2 separate regions of the Astyanax mexicanus genome follow, and region 1 is linked to region 2. Evidence: chromatin contacts called from public Hi-C data. All regions are on one chromosome and are shown on one strand. Each heading gives the region's core, a stretch centred on a gene start, on an enhancer-like site or on the middle of the called end of the contact. The rest is flanking DNA. Distances are from core to core; before and after follow the strand shown. Region 1 overlaps rev3l (REV3 like, DNA directed polymerase zeta catalytic subunit). Region 2 holds the start of rev3l (REV3 like, DNA directed polymerase zeta catalytic subunit).

Region 1 (3,948 bases), core at 1,381-3,880, 41 kb after region 2:
TAAGCCGATGAACTACATCCCCGTGACTCCGAGCACACAGCAACGAGCCCAGCAGAGGGCACCGCAGTGCATCCCACTCGTCATGGAGCCGGAGTCCCGCTTCTATAGCAACTCTGTGGTGGTGCTGGACTTCCAGTCTCTGTATCCCTCCATTGTCATTGCCTACAACTACTGCTTTTCCACCTGCCTCGGACACGTGGAGAGCCTCGGAACGTAAGCAGCCCCACATTTTACTTCATTAGTATTCATTTTTACTTAGCTGTGTGTATCTGTGTCCTTATTCCTTTAATATATTCTTTCTTTCTTCTTTATTATCTCTCTCTCCCTATTTCTCTCTCTCTCTCTCTCTCTTTCTCTCTCTCACAGGTCGGATGAGTTTCGGTTTGGTTGTACGTCTCTCCGTGTTCCTCCTGATCTCTTGTATCAACTTCGTAATGACATCACTGTGTCCCCTAATGGAATCGCATTTGTTAAGGTAATTAGTTAATTAGTTAAACATTTGATTTCTTAAAAATTAACCGTTGTAAATTCCCCAAATATCCCATTCAGACAACAATTGTCAACAGTAAAATAGCATCGTATTTAAATTGTAATTTAATTCTGTTGAAAATATCAGTTTTAAAAGTTGTTAAATAGGGATTCGAGTGATCCAGCAATCTAAGGCACTGCCACTATGATCAGGAGATTGCTGTTCAAGATTGCTGTTCGAATCCCGTTTATGTAACTTGCCGTCAGCTACCGGACCCCTGAGAGAGCACAATTGGCTTTGCTCTATCAGAACCGAGTCGCTGCGCTTTCCTCCGAGTGCGCTGTGATGCTACTCTGCAATGCTGCATCAGCAGCAGTTCAAAAAGAGGCGCTGGATGACTTCACGTGTATCAGAGGAGGCATGTGCTAGTTTTCACCCTCCTGGTGTGTTAGAGCATTACTAGTGATAGGGGGTTGGGTAATTGGCCATGTAAATTGGGGAGAAAATGGGGAAAATTAGAAATAAAAAAGAGAATAAAATGTTGGTGACAGTAAATGAATATATTTAAATGTAATTTACTTCTAATTATTAGTGTGTAATTATATGATTGGTGTATGTGTATGTATGTGCTTTAGGCGTCGGTGCGTAAGGGTGTTTTGCCGCGGATGTTGGAGGAGATCCTGCAGACGCGTTTCATGGTAAAGGGGGTGATGAAATCGTATCGGGATGATAAAGCTCTGCACCGGCTGCTGGACGCTCGCCAGCTTGGACTCAAACTCATCGCTAACGTCACCTTTGGCTACACCTCTGCTAACTTCTCTGGCCGCATGCCCAGTGTGGAGGTGAGCACCTCGGAATGCTAAAGCACTAACATTAGGGTAATAAATTAGAGATAAATTAATTAGATAAATATTTGTGTTTATGATATAGCAGAATATTTGTGTATGGATGGATATAAGTGTGTGGGAATTTATGTTTATGTTTGGGTAAAGTTATAGTTGGGAAGTTGTGGAATTGTTTTATCTATAGTTGTTTTTTTCATGACAAAACTGTTCTTTATTGCTGTAATCAGATTCTGTTTACCATCAGTATCAGAATTCTACTTCTCATGCTGTAGATGTTTGTAGGTTTTTGAGTTGAGCTAAGTCTGAGTGTGTGTTTTTGTTTTGTAGGTCGGCGACAGTATTGTACACAAAGCAAGAGAAACGCTGGAGAGGGCGATCAAACTGGTGAACGAAACGAAAAAGTGGGGAGCGCGAGTAGTGTACGGTGACACAGACAGGTGCTCACACTCATATTTAAATTTTTTAAATTTCTACTTCTACAAAGAATTTTTTTGCATTAAGACTCAAGCATTGAGAACAAAATAGATTTAATTGATGGAGAAGCATAAGGGATCATTCTGTCTTTCTCTCTTTGTCAGTATGTTTGTGCTGTTGAAGGGAGCTACTAAAGAGCAAGCGTTTAAGATTGGACATGAAATCGCTGAAGCTGTGACGGCCACCAACCCCAAACCGATCAAGCTCAAGTTTGAGAAGGTAAAACCTGAATCCTTTTAGCTGCTCAGTGATTTGAATTACTGAGATCAATAACTGATAACATTTTACACAAACGACATCATTTATAATAATCGCTGTATTGGAGACACTGCCTTAGCATTCACTTTTATTCAAGGTACCTCTCTGCTTGGGAAGCAGTTTTGCCCAAATGGGAAGTTATAAAGGGAGGCATTGTGTTGGGGACACTTTCTGAGCCATAATACATTATTATCACGGTCACTGTTCCTATGTAAAGTGTCTGTGCATAAGCCTGAGCGTGTAAAGGCAGTAACACCCTTCTTTTTCTGTGAGGTTCGAAACAAATTCTGAAATGCATGTTCACAATCATAAACCAACCAAAAAAAATCATACAGAAACCAGTGTTACTAAACAAGGAAATGGGTTATAATAAATGTACCTTTCTTTTATATTAAACTGCTGACCTGTCCAGCACATACGCTGACCCAGCCAGCACTCGCACTAACCCTGAGTAATGTGTGTGTGTGTGTGTGTGTGTGTGTGTGGTGCAGGTGTATCTCCCATGTGTTCTGCAGACTAAGAAGCGCTATGTGGGTTATATGTATGAGACTGTGGATCAGAAGGATCCTGTGTTCGACGCTAAAGGCATTGAGACTGTGCGGAGAGACGGCTGCCCCGCTGTTGCCAAGGTAACCAGCTTCCATAGCTTCTGTATGTTTGTGTGTGTGTGGTCGTGTGTATGTGTGTGTGTCAATGCCAGTGTGTGTCAGAGCACTCGCATGTGCACAAGTGTGTCTCTCTGGTTTTACCCCAGAGGTCACGGTGCGGTGACCACACTCAAACAGCTGTCAATCACAGCAGCGTATCTGTGCTCCCTGGTAGAATGAACACACATAAAATAAGTTGTGTGTTTGTGTAAAAGCAGTGCTTATACATTGAAATATTGAACTTTTATTTCAATAATAATAGTCATCCTGGCCCCTGTCACAGATGTTTTGTTGTTGTTGAATTTGTGAAGTTAAAGGAACAATCAGTAATACATTTAAGTCAGCGTGTGAAATTGCTACTGGACAATGTCCACTATATCGGTCATTACTATGCTAGTGGTGGTGGTAATGATGGTAAATTACCCAGATATGGTTTGCAAACCTTACTGAAGCGCACTGATTACCTGTTCAGCAGAAACATAGCCAGCTCATCCGTTTCCATGGCGTGCTGTTGTCTATACCTGGCAACCCTGGAAATGGAAATGAGACTTGGTGAATGGTGGTGGGCAGGTTCAGAGACTACAACCCACACAGATTTCTGTGCCGTACCACACAGTTCAAATAACAAAGAACAAACTGACTGAAACTCTGCTGAAACGAGCTGCCAGTGCTTAAACTTAGTATGTTTCTTTAATAGCTTATGATACATCCTGATCATGGTTACTACAGAAAATATAATCTAATCTACAATAGAACCTTCACAAAAAAGCTTTACAAGTTTAGCCCCACCTGTGTAGCTTTCCACTGTTTTGCCACAACCTAGAATAGATTAGCGCCACCCATTTAGCCTCAGACTTTGAGAACCAGCCTATGTAAAGTGCTTTTTAAGTGTGAAGAGAGTCAGAGGAGAGCTCATTTACATGTAAGTGTATATATAGTTTCTCTACAAAAATGCTATACCTGGAGCTCAGGGGGAAATACACTGTTTAAACATCTAGAGAATATTCTGTTTGTTTTCTCAGTTCTGTTTTTCTGTTGCCATTGTAACTTTTTCATCAATAAATGAAAAAAAAAAGTGTGTATATGTGTGTTTAGATCTTGGAGCGGTCAGTAAAACTGCTGTTTGAGACGCGGGACATCAGCCTGGTGAAGCAGTATGTTCAGCGGCAGTGCGTCAAGGTACTGGAGGCTAAAGCTAGCATGCAGGACCTGACCTTCGCTAAAGAATACAGAGGCAGCGGCTCCTACAGGCCGG
Region 2 (3,841 bases), core at 1,184-3,683:
TTAATAAATCGCGTGGACCTGAAGCGGAACTGCTGTGTGTTTATCAGTGAAGTGTGTAAATGATTAATGGCGGTAAACTGGGACAGGGCGCAGATAAGGACGAGTGTGTTTACTTTTCTCACAGAACAGCTTAAACAGACCTTAAAGAACAGCACCACTTTCCATCCTAATCAACATCTCTATCAACACACTTCCTTTAATTCCTTCAATAGAAACCTGTGGCCAGATGTTATAAATGGAACTATGGTGTTTATTAATGGATATTAATGTAATTAGGTCTGTACAACAAATGGACCTCACGGAATTATTTTTTAATGAATTTATGGGGAACTCTCTTAATTAATCAGGTGTGTTTTGGGCGTAACGTGACCTAAACCCAACGGCATTTCACTTTAAGAGGCAGGTGTGCTCTGACTTTGGCACATTGCTATTTCAGGGGTGCATCTGTTCTTGGGTTTGTGCACTGCTGCATTTCCACGTGTGTGAAACAAGTGGCGGTGTATGCCTGTTGATAATTCACTGCCAAGATAGCAACGAAGGTGCTTACACACCGAACGCGGTAGGTGCGACGTGGTACACTGACGCCCATAGGATTCAATTATTTCTAGAGCGGTAGAGCGGTGCGTCGCTGCCGCGGAGCAGAGCGGAACATGGCGCGTTTCCCCGCCCATAACCATGCCTCTACCACATTGCCGCTCACCGCTTTCAATATGGTTCAACTTTGACCTCATGGCAAGCAGTACCGCAGCAGAAAACGCGTGACCTGAACTCACGTGACCAGAGAAAAACTGTAGTCCAAACAACAATAAACACGAGCGAGAGAATAATATTAACGATTAGTGAACACCCTCAGCTGTACATCACTTTCCTGCACTCAAATAGAGAGAACAGGAGGAAGAGAAGAATCAAATCTTTTTTCTGAATGTGAGAGACAGATACAGATCTACAGAGGCTGTAGGGACTCAAAACTACAAATCACCGGTCACAGGAGTGACGGGTTTTAGAAAACTTCGCCTTCAATCTGCAGGAGCCGCTCAGCTTTAGCAGCAGCACAGCGCAAATACAAATGGCCAGCATCCAGCAGAGCGGCAGCACAGCGGAATGCAGTCGGTGGTTCACCTGTGTTTTCCATTGACCAGATAGCAATATGCCAGCAATTTACCTAAACACATCTCACTTCCAGACCACCGCACCCATCAGTGTAGGTATATTTTCAGGTGTTGTTGCTATTTAAACCGTAAAAATTGACTGTTGATGGAGTGTATATAGCAATGAGCATCACAAAGAGACTTGTGCAGAGTGTAAGAGTAAATAAATCTGATCATTTATTTCTAGCAGCCTTTGGGCCCAACAGGAGAACCTCTGCTTGTTACTATTTAACAGGAGAAAGTTGTGTAATATCCAGGAATTTACATCTATTAAACAATACTCGATTTTCTTTAGTTAATAATGTTTATAGAACATCATACTAAATATTAATTTTATTAAAATCTTGTATGATACTGTCATTATACCTTTATTCTACAATATATATGGTAATGTACTATAACGTCATTCTGAATGTCAACGTTATTATTTAATCACGTATCAAATAAATGTTGATGAATATGACTACTATATATGAAAGCTGTAAACTGGAGAATGATCACTGAATTAAATCCTTTGTTCTTCTGAATGATCACTAGAGGGCATCCTTGTTTACTTTATTTGTTCCAAGAACCCTCCGCCCATTTTTCTTCTCTGACCAATTAGGAATCCACTGCCATTCTTGTAATCCAATCAGATGTGAAACAACAAAGTAAATCCCGTTTAATTAAATAGCTAAGTCTAAATTGTATAATTTGTAAAATAGGAGGAGAGCTATTGTTTATTCCCATTAAACAGTGAGCCATGAACTTTGAGCTTTTCAGCAGGAGAAATCCTGCTGTGTAATAAACCCGCCAGATCAGAGAGAAAATCTGAGCAATAAACTAAATACCTACTGAGGAACATGTGGGCGGGACATATGGGGCAAAAATTAGCATACTCATTTACATTCCTCTTTCAGATAGATAGAGAGATATGTAAGATATGCGGGACAGTCTCTCAGTGCAACAGTCCTGCACAAATCACGAGCTGCGATCCACGAGACGTATAATTATAATTATATATAATTTATAAACACGGTAACATGTAATCGCAAAACAAACTCAGATAAAAAAAAGAATTATTATGCAGGACTCCTCGTGGCGACCAATCACACTGCTGCAATGCAAATTAGCACGCCATGGTGCTTATACTATCCAATCACACAGCTGGCATGCAAATTAGCGCACAGTGCTCTGGGAGCTCTGTTGGGACATCATCCAATCACAGGCTGAATATGCTAATCATATTCTAATGAGCCCCTTCGTCTCTTGCCTGCGAGGGCGGGGCTTCGAGGGGCCGCGCTGTGATCGTATTACAGGCGGGGAAAGAGAGAGGGAGACACGGTGCGGCGAGGCGCGAGAGCCGGGGACAGAAAGCCCGGACACCCGGGGGCTTGAGCTGAGGCGAGCCCGCGCAGGGACACTGGATTAAAGCCCCGCGAAATACGGAGGATGTTCACCGGGAGCCCCGCGGACTGTTTCGGCGTCGACACGAGAGCGAGACAGCGCCGCATTAAGGAGCTTTTCTCCGAGGAGAGCGAGATTTCGGATTAGCCCGCTGGCTAACCTAGCTTTAGCTGCCGCGCTGGATTCCTATGGGCAGCAGGCTAAGCTAAGCTAACCCAGGCTGCTACCTCCCCGCCGTGTGTTCGGGGGAATAAAGCAGAAGGGAGGGCTGTCATGTCGGTTTTGAGGACACGCGAGGCTCGGGAGGGCCGGTTTGGTGTAAATATTTAGCGGTCAGTGCGAGTGAAAGCGTTTTTGTTTGTTTGCTGCTGCAGCTGTGGGACCTCAGCCAGAGCAGCGCCTCCACCGCCGCCGCTACAAAATCACATTTCAGCCAGAGCTGATCAACAGCACAGCGCTCCCACTCTGTCCCGAGAACACCACAGGACTCCTGAAACCTTCAGACAACACTCCAGAGGATTTCTAACAGAGCCAGAACAGCGGAGGACCTCTAAAACAACACAGCCGAGGACTTCCCACAACACTCAGCGCTCCAGAGGACGCCGCTCAGTATCACCCACAACTCAGGATTTCGAGGATTTCCTGCGGTGCTGCTTTTGCTTTTAAAGCCAGTCTCCTGCCAACCAAACTGCCTCATTTCTCTCTGAATGCTGTTGCTCTTCTCTGCTCGCTGGCTGGCCGCCCAAGTCCTGCCAGCTTAGTACAACAGCACACAACTACACAACAGCAGATCCAATAGCATAGATTTGATTTGACAACTTCAACACACATCTACTGCCAATATAAACAGATCCCCATCTCTCAACTGTTGCACTTCTAACAGGACAACACAGAAAACAAGAAAACGGCTTTAACAACAGCTACTAAATAAACAACAGTGTTTAGTGTTCACCACTAATATTTACACAGCTAGTACAGAATGCAACGTAAACAACACTGCGACTGCAATGTAAACGCAACAGTAGATCATTTAACACCATCTATGCCAACATCTGCAGTGTGTGTACGTACCATCAATGTCAGTCAATCTCTATCTCATCCACAACAGCAGCAGCAGCAGCGCAAACACTAAATCAGACACATCTGCAACTTTAGCATCTGCAGCGTAAATACGATCTACATCACACTAGCAGCTACAGTGTTAATAACACCTGCTAGGTGTTAAGGTCAGCATATACAGACTAAACATCAACTTCAGCTTCTACAGACTTAACAATATCTGCAAAGTCAGCATCTACAATGTAAAT

The links. Hi-C and Micro-C count contacts between places; a contact is called where the count stands out from the background.
Region 1: a Hi-C map of blood shows a contact between it and region 2, with 2.3 times the contacts expected there. The contact joins the enhancer-like site here to the promoter of rev3l in region 2. A contact is called at or near these places in 3 of 3 Hi-C or Micro-C datasets (blood and muscle).

What each region holds. Positions count from the first base shown.
Region 1 is chr1:39,255,476-39,259,423 of AstMex3_surface, forward strand. It overlaps rev3l (REV3 like, DNA directed polymerase zeta catalytic subunit), which reads left to right. Exons shown (of 32, transcript XM_007259896.3): 23 at 1-213; 24 at 367-475; 25 at 1,105-1,311; 26 at 1,642-1,751; 27 at 1,893-2,007; 28 at 2,538-2,675; 29 at 3,789-3,948. Among protein-coding and RNA genes, the nearest start is that of mfsd4b, 22 kb to the right of the region's middle. Within about 2 kb of position 2,631, the one cell type or tissue checked has an H3K27ac peak away from gene starts, as active enhancers do.
Region 2 is chr1:39,214,964-39,218,804 of AstMex3_surface, forward strand. It overlaps rev3l (REV3 like, DNA directed polymerase zeta catalytic subunit), which reads left to right and starts at 2,434. Exons shown (of 32, transcript XM_007259896.3): 1 at 2,434-3,841.